Linked DNA regions of Drosophila melanogaster: all the other regions are linked to region 2. Evidence: chromatin contacts called from public Hi-C and HiChIP or PLAC-seq data. All regions are on one chromosome and are shown on one strand. The core of a region is the stretch at or near the end of the contact, and the rest is flanking DNA. Distances in the headings are between cores, read along the strand shown. Region 1 holds the start of disco-r (disco-related). Region 2 holds the start of CG42354. Region 3 holds the start of dpr18 (defective proboscis extension response 18).

Evidence for each region. A called contact is a pair of places that touch in the nucleus more often than the background predicts. HiChIP or PLAC-seq counts read pairs in DNA pulled down with a chosen protein or histone mark.
Region 1: a contact with region 2 is called in a CP190 HiChIP or PLAC-seq map of the Kc167 cell line, with 2.4 times the contacts expected there. The contact joins the promoter of disco-r here to the promoter of CG42354 in region 2. A contact is called at or near these places in 48 of 107 Hi-C or Micro-C datasets (the D17-c3 cell line, the Kc167 cell line, the ML-DmBG3-c2 cell line and 20 more) and 2 of 6 datasets of contacts at active chromatin or transcription factors (both in the Kc167 cell line).
Region 3: a Hi-C map of the Kc167 cell line shows a contact between it and region 2, with 2.5 times the contacts expected there. The contact joins the promoter of dpr18 here to the promoter of CG42354 in region 2. A contact is called at or near these places in 7 of 107 Hi-C or Micro-C datasets (the Kc167 cell line, the OSC cell line, the S2 cell line and 1 more) and 2 of 6 datasets of contacts at active chromatin or transcription factors (both in the Kc167 cell line).

Annotation. Positions count from the first base shown.
Region 1 is chrX:16,147,374-16,150,226 of dm6, reverse strand. It overlaps disco-r (disco-related), which reads left to right and starts at 1,250. Exons shown (of 4, transcript NM_001272670.2): 1 at 1,250-2,853.
Region 2 is chrX:16,103,676-16,106,521 of dm6, reverse strand. It overlaps CG42354, which reads left to right and starts at 1,576. Exons shown (of 6, transcript NM_001144730.3): 1 at 1,576-1,718. CG42353 reads left to right here and starts at 1,576. Exons shown (of 5, transcript NM_167485.4): 1 at 1,576-1,718.
Region 3 is chrX:16,062,467-16,065,175 of dm6, reverse strand. It overlaps dpr18 (defective proboscis extension response 18), which reads right to left and starts at 1,438. Exons shown (of 9, transcript NM_132874.2): 1 at 1,358-1,438; 2 at 1,067-1,295. CG12395 reads left to right here and starts at 2,278. Exons shown (of 1, transcript NM_132873.3): 1 at 2,278-2,709. The coding sequence starts at 2,402.

The DNA of each region.
Region 1 (2,853 bases), core at 1-2,500, 44 kb before region 2:
CCATTTGTATGCAATTGACATTTGGTTTCTGCATTCAATTCCCCAAATGGGGCTCCCCAATGTTTCGCAAAGGATTGCAGTTAAGAGCTTTAAGGCGTATAACAAGGCTTTTCGCCAATTTGCAGCCTTACATAAATTAGCATTGCTATGTAATTTCCCATCCTTTTAAATTCCGCATGCAAGATAAATGTTCATTTGAAACAAGGCATTTAAGCTATTTAAGTTAGAAATTGAACCGAAGACAGTAAAAAGCTTGAAATTATCCTCCTTAAAATCTTACAACGGGAATTAATCTTCTTTTTGTTGGGAAATTTGGTAAAGCATCTTATTTGCATGCAATAATCAAGTTATTTGGTCAATTTTGTTATTATTATGTTGGCAAAAAAAAAAGTCATACTAAGTCCAAATAAAAATGTTCTGTAGTAGTTATACATACTAATATATATTATATACTAATTCGAATTTTAAAATGTAGAAGGAAAATATATCATATTTAGCAATATTGTAGCAATAATTTTTAAAGTCTTTAAAAATCTATTAAAAGAATACATCTTCAACTATTTTTCAACTTCTATTTTGAAAAAAAATAAAATAAAATGAAAGCAAAATTTAAAACTTTAAAATATTCAACAATTTAAATGGTTCTGCGCATCAAACAAAACAAATTTAACAGATTAACGTACGTTAATGTATTTTAGCACATGAATTATGTTTGCGTGATGTGATTTCTGTATCTAAACCACTAAAAGAAGTCCCAGAACAACCATTTCGCACGGAAAACTGCCAATTGCCCATTAATAATTTGAACTGATAAATAATTGTACCCAAATGATAGGGAAGCACACAAAAATATTATAACCATATCGCAGGACTCTCTCTTAGCGCTCAAAAGAGCTGCCCAAGTACTCTCTTCGCTCTCTTGCCGCTCTTAAGATGCGAGCACTGCTTTCGACTGCTTGCATTTTGGGTCTCTCCGCGCGAGTGCGAGTGAGCCGGCGATACAAGCGAATGGACAGCGCGTTAGAGTGTGTGAGGTGCTTTGTGTGTGTGCTCCTGTGCGTTGGTGTGCGAGTGTCCAGAGAATTCACATGTAAATAGAGGCGCTGCGTGTGTGTGCGTGCTTTGTTTGGCTCCCAGACTCGTTCGTTGCTCTCGCTGTTGTTGTTGTTTTTGTTTTTTTCTTGTACTTTTTTTTTTTGAGCAGAGCGCCAAGCGGCAAAAGCAGCAAAAGCGGCGGCGACGTGATTTCAAACAGTGAAGTCGACTTGCCGCTGCCGCATCGCATCGCACCGCACATTTACCGCAATCGGTAATCGGGAATCGGTTGGGAAAAGAATCGAATCGGAATTGTAGACCAGCGTTCGCAGTAACAAAAAAACCTTGTCGCCGTTTTTTAAACAACCTAAAAAATTTAAAATAAAACGTAAAAATAAATTTAAACAAAAAAACCGAAGAAACCGTTTGTGTTTTGCCGTCGCTAAAACCGTTAGTTTATACATTTTAAGTTTTGTACTTTTTTTTATTGTTTCCACAACTGTTTTTACTGTGCTACCCATGAAAAAAAAAACGAAAACCAAAGAAATAACAAAAAACAACTAAAAAAGGATTCAAGTGAATTGGTATTGGTATTGGTGCTCCGCCCCTCGCAGGACATTTGTGTGTGTGTGGGTGTGAGAAAAAAAAAGGTTGGGTGGGGGGTGTTCGGTTTGTCTTCCAGGATAACAGCGAATGTCCTGCTTCGTGTGCCTCCTATTTATTTACTTTTTTTATACCTCGGCTCCCAGCTGCTTCTTCTTCCACATGCATTCCAATTGCCGAGTCGCGCCATCTCTTTCGCACCCACACCCAAGTGTCGCACGTCGCCCGTCGTCGTTTGTCGTTTGTCGCTTGTCGTTTTGTCGCTTGTCGTTGCGTCTTTTGGATTGGCTTCCTTGCTTTTTGCACACACACAAAGTGCGTTGCGCCTTCGTTTTTTACACCCACCCACGCCCACTGCTTGGATTGGATTACATATACACATGTACGCGCTCCTTTTTCTCTTTGATATATTTTTTCTGCTTTTTTTCCTTCTTTTGCCCTCCTTCGTTTGGGGACATACCCAGCATCTCTGCTGGCAGCGCTGCCGGCGTCGGCGTCGACAATTCGTTTTTTGTGACTCGTTTTTTTGCGTGTGCGTGTATGCGAGTGTGTGTGTGTGTGTGAGTGCGAGAGTGCGTAAGTGTATGTGTGTGCTCGCTAATATTGTCGTCGAGTGTCATTGGTCGAAAGGCAAACGAATGGGAGGCGGATGGCGCTGTGCGGCGGGGGGGTCTTTTATTAGAACGAGAGAGAGTGGGCAAAAGGGGGCGTGGTGGTGGGCGATTGTAGCCGAATGGGTTTTTGATTGTGTGTCGTCGTGCGCGGGTGTCTCTGTGTGTGTGGGTGTCCCTCTATCTGTATAACTGTATGTGTGTGTGACTCGGTGTGTATGTGTGTTGCGTTTGCTGGTTTGTTTGTGTCGCAGGGCGTGAGCAAGCGAGATAGCAACAACTGCATGTGCATTGGCGCCCGCGAGTGCGAGCGAGAGCGAGAGAGCGACCGATTGGCAATAGCGAGAGTGCAAAGTGCATAAAAGTTTTTGGCCAGCGAAAAATGGCGACACATCGGGTGGGTCGCAAATGGGCAAGAAGAAGCAGCAGTAGCAGCAAAAAGCGACGCAACGCGACTTCGACGTCCAAAAAAGCAAGCAGCGTTCTCGTTCGTTTGTCGCGCGATTTTATAACCGTTTTCAAAAGCGGCGGCACTGCGAATTCCGCCTGTCGTCCGTCCTCTTCGCACGGAAAAATGTTGAAAGAGACACTCCCGAAAAATAAT
Region 2 (2,846 bases), core at 327-2,826:
CCTTTTGAAACAGTTCTCACACTAATCCAAAGGAGAGAGGATGGCTCGAGGAGAAGCTCTGTTTTGCTCTGTAAATGGCATGGTACATAATTGCTTAATATCGGTGTCATAAATAGAAAAGCATATTAAGTATAAAGTACAAAAACAACCAAAGTATAGTTGAAAGTTAGTGAATTGGAATTGTAATGGAATTGATACATAGTGATTTAAGATTAAAATTAAATGATTTTTTAAGAACTCAAAACTTAATTCATAAGCCAACTAACAACTAACCAAACAATTGCGATTAGTTATGCCGATTTCAAGTAAATTTTGCTGGTTTCATTTTTTACTTGTAAGGCAAATTGTGAAATAGTGTAGTTAGTTTACTTATTTGTCTGCATAAACTACAGATAAACATAATCAATTTTATTTCGTTTTTCAGTTTGATTAGCCCTAGCTTTATCTAGCGATCACTATTTATTTTATTGTTATTACTGAAAAATAGCACAACGCTAGTCAACCCTAAAAATATAGTAACTACACAAAAAATTTATTTTGTGTAACATACTTTTTTACGTCTGTTTTGAATAAACACCAACAGATGGCGGTAGTTTAGTCTCCAAAAATAGCTACTACGCGCGCTTTTGCAGAACTTGCACTATCCGCTGGATGGCGCTTCACATATTTCTATAATTTCTTACGAGCGTTGCCATATCCACTGATTTTGCTTAAACAATAAGTTTTAGCCGTAACAAACCTACATTGCGGAAATACAATATTTGTAGAAAGTCTCATGTAGCCTTAAAAGAAGTGGTTCCAAATGGGTTCGAAACGCTTAATTGAATATGTAACATTTTACAAAAAAATGTTATCTAAATTTATTTTAAGGCACATGGCAAAAAAAACCGATATTAAGGCTAACGATTTTAAGGTGTGATATTTTTTAAATTGACGTGTTTTCAGTATATTTTGTTAAATTACCATTATTTCCATTCAGCACATACTAAACATTCTTTTAAATTTATTTTTTTAAGAGCCAAATAATTTCATTTCTTACTTTTAATAAATTTCATAATTTGAATTCTCAGCATTCTTATTCCATGCTGCTGGCAACATCATAGGTCGAACTTGTGGCAACGCCTTAAAATATCCTTACTTGAAAAAATAGAACCAAAATAAGCAACACGTTAAGAAATCTCCTGTATAATTTTGTATACCCATTATTTGAAAGTTGGCAAGTATATTTTTGGTTCGTCGACAAGGACCATTGCAGTGGCTTGTTAAGAACAAATTGTTATTTATACATCCTACGTTATAAACATTTAATTTAAAAACATTTCTTTAGCCATAAGAATATACGAAATTAAAACAATCTTCTGATTCAATTAATATGATAAGATATATGCCAATTTCACCCGTTTCTTTCGGTGTAGGCCAGGTCAGCCGGAAATCTTAACTTAAGCCAGAACGAAATCTCGCCAGTCCGGTAGCGCTGCAGATACAATGAATACAAATACAACGCTTTAAGAGAAGCCTATGTTATTAAAAGTGGATCGTATTGTGGATTCCATTTGCCGCAAAAAAAATCGTTGCTGTCGCAGTCAACTTTGAAATCTTGTGGTGAGCGGACGTGTTATTTTTTTGTTTGGTTTTCCCGTTCCCGAACGCCGGAGTACTTTTTGTTGTTAAGTGCGCGTCGTCGTACCGCCGCTATTCTATTGTTCACGTTTGTTTAGGTAATTGTCGTTAAATAAAGTCAAATACAATCACACCGTATATACGGATAGTATCTGTATATTGGCCCTGTATGTCTAACCGCCTTTGCATCTGTGTGTTATATTTACTTTACCATCAAGTACGACAAAATATTCGACTGTTTTTCATTTATTTTTTTTTCGGGCTTTTTGGCTTTGTAACACACATTGTACCACCGATGTACGGCGAAATTAATAATACTCAAAACAGAGAAACATAAAAACAGTGGTGGTTCGTTGGTTCGGTGGGGGAGGGGTTTTTGGGGATCTCAACCACCGCCGATTGTTTATAGTGGTTGTGTGTGTGAACGAACGTTAGTGCGAGTGTGTGTATCTGTATGATTTTGTATCTTTTTGTTGTTGTTGTTGTTGTTGTTTTTGTTTTTGTTGTATTCGTGAGTGAGTGCGGGTTAAAGCAAGAGTTTGTGAAAAAAAAAAAACGAAATAACGTTGGGGGTTTTCTTCAAGACCAACTGGGATCTGGGATATTCTTATTGGCATCCGTCAGTTACTGCGCGGTGAATGAACTCCAATCCGAACTCACACTTTGGCCGTCTAGCTGCCAAACCAACGGAAAAAACGAGGCGCACTAAGCATTAAACGTAAAAAAGAAATATATGTAAAAAATAACAAAAAAAAATGAAGGAAATAACCAAAGCAAGCACAAACTCAAACTCAACTAAAACCACAAAATGGTGGCTGAGACACACAATTATGGCTTATTTTCGAAATATTAACCCAACTGTGCGCAACGGCAATAGCAACAGCAAATAACCATAACAATGACGAAAGCAAAAAGGCAGAAAAAGCAAGAAAACCTAGGTCCAATCAGAAAAAAAAAAGCAAAAGCAAATGAGAGCAGCGGCTGCAGTTTAATGTCTTTCACAGTTGCCTTCAATACGGGCTCTTCCCAAATCGGAACGGACACTGATTCATTTTGGGAACACAAAATCCAAAATCTATTTGGAACGAGACTCCATGCGGAATTAGGGATGCAATTCCCAATTCCGTGGTGGTAAGGGTAAATTTATGCCATAAATCGATCCATGCTATGGACCGTAAAGGTACACTAAAAAAACACACAACAGCACACACACACACACACATTCG
Region 3 (2,709 bases), core at 189-2,688, 41 kb after region 2:
AATGCTTGAGCTTCGGGACACAACACTTGATACATTTATATGTACAAAAATCTGCTCTCACATTTTTATGTCACTACTATTTTTTTATTTCTTTTCTTGTGTTGGTTTTGCCAAGTGGCCGATGGATAACAAAAAAGCACTTATGTATAAGCCCAATAAACTAACCAAAACATCTTAAAGCCTGATACTCTATGTTCATTTTTATTAAAGCGCAGTAAAAATTGAAGATATTGTGAATCTGTGTGACCCAGTTTAATGGGGCAGGCTATAGATTTTGCTTAGAAGGTTATGAGGGGGACGTTAAAGGCTCTCGAACAATGGTTTGATCAGCGCATCTCTAGGCCCATGGGACTGAACTATTCAAATAATGGAGGAGGACTGACTATTAATTCTTGGCTCAAGGCATGCAAAACAAAACAAATACAATAACGAAAAAATGCGCCGTGCGACACGACCCGGTTTTAGTATGAAGTATGAATAATTTTTAAAATTTTTAAGCTTTTTAAAATTGCTGGCCATGAAAAGCGCATATGTGTTTGGCTTGTGGAATTTGGAATTTAAAATAACGTAAAACAAAATATTATTGTGAAACAAAAACGAACTTAAAGGTGTTGAAAAATGAATTTGTTTTGCGGTGGATATTATATTTTGTCAATTATAAAAAAACGATTCAATATATTTGGTAGCAGACCAGTGAGTAGCGTGGAATTTGCTTTTTGGGACACTTGCCAGCGGCATTTTTTCTTATTTCGTTTTGAGTTCGTCTCCTCTACCATAATCTAAGCTTCCTGTCTATACACCCATCGAAAATGATATATCTGTGGCAGCAAGATTAATATTTTTTTTTTTGCCCATGGCGGATTCATTCATTTATAAAAAGCTAACGAAACGTAATAGTCTCATTTTTCGAATACTAGTTGGAACTTCACAAATTTATATTAAATTAAATTATTTATATTATTTGATTAACTTTTTACTGGAATTTTTGATTAAGCTCAGCAGTTAATTGGTCCCTTAAATATTCATGCAGTTTGACAGCCGTTTTTTCTATCCCTATTTCACTTACCATGTGCAGCGATGTGTTGTGTTGTCTACCATTCAAGATACCTGATTGGAATTGCGGCGATTAGTAAATCCCTTGCTCTGTTGGCACAAGTCACATTTGTACAAAAAAAATACACTGGCACATTGAGTTAGCAACAACAACAACAAAAAAAATGCACAAAAAAATATTACTTTATCCAGGCATACAGAAGTTTATACTTGATTTTATTATTAACACATTTGTGTACACACTGAAAAAAAGATAATTTACTCAAACTATGTTATAAAGACGGTAGGAAATACGCAGATGTACTTTGGTGCGTTATATTCACATGCGCTCTATCCGGCGAGCACGTAGGTATCGCTTATCCTTGAAAACCGTAATGAACTGTCGTTGGCAAAAACTTTGGACTCCATTCCAAGCGTTCAAATGAAAAGCCGAACACAAATGAGCGAAAGCTTGTCTGCACACTCGAATCCAGTGAGTGAGTCACTCAAAGGGGATTTCTGTTGAGTCCATACGGATACTCAACACTGCTCGGGACATCTCCCCTAGTTGGGGAAAGAAAGGTCTGTCCCAAAGCTTTCACCAGGGATTTTATTGAAGTTGGGAAATTCATGAGCTGGTAGCGAAAGTTGGTTCCTAAGTGAATGAATCGATTTTTCAGTAGTTAATTATTTTAAATACCAATCAACAAAGGTTTTTTTTATCTTAATTTCTTTTTATTTGATATGAATATAATTAACATGGTAGAATTTTTTAACTATAAGCTATACAAGTAAATCGCATTTAAATCGTAATATACTTTACATAAACTTTTCTACATTACATTTTACAGTGCTTACAAATAGCAAACTTGTGTTCTTGAACGCGATTTGCTGTTATACATTAATTGTATTAGTATAACATCGGTAAGTAGTATAACAGATAACTGATGATCTAAATTATAAGATACAATAATACGTGTATACTGAAAAGTATTATACTCCAGTGCAGTGTAGGCCAAAAAGTAGGGATTGAATCTACGGTGTTGTCGGCAAACAAATCATACAGAAACTTATAAATACGAAAGCATAGAAGACTTTGAATGGGAATTTTCCAAGACTCAAAATAAGAATAAAAGGGGTATTAATAATGCCCCAATATAATAGCTTTTACCGTACTATCCCATATTTAAGATTCCTACCCAAAGGATGCTTTGGATTTGCACTCACTGTAGTTGAATCTTTTAGCCGATTCAGACTCAAACTCAGACACATCGGATATTTTAATATGTGTATACCCACACAACAATAAAGCCGAGACCATATTTACAAATTGATTTTGCTATTGCATATCATATCATTATCACCAAGGATGCATATCGTGAGTGGCAAGAATCTGAGCCGCGAAGAGTTAGAGGAAGTTAACAAATGGATGCAACAAAATAGTATTAGCACTCAAAGATTGCGTCGCGAGTTTTCCGATGTTTTGCCGCTGGCCGAAATATTCAAACGCGATTATCCGCGCTTGGTGGATCTCTTCAATTATCCGAAGAAGAGTAGTGTTCAGCTGAAGTTGGCCAATTGGGAGACATTCAACTTTAAAGTGTTATCCAAGTTAAATATGACGTTGACTAAAGATTTTATGGAGCAAATGGCGAATGGTGTTAGTGGTGCCGCCGA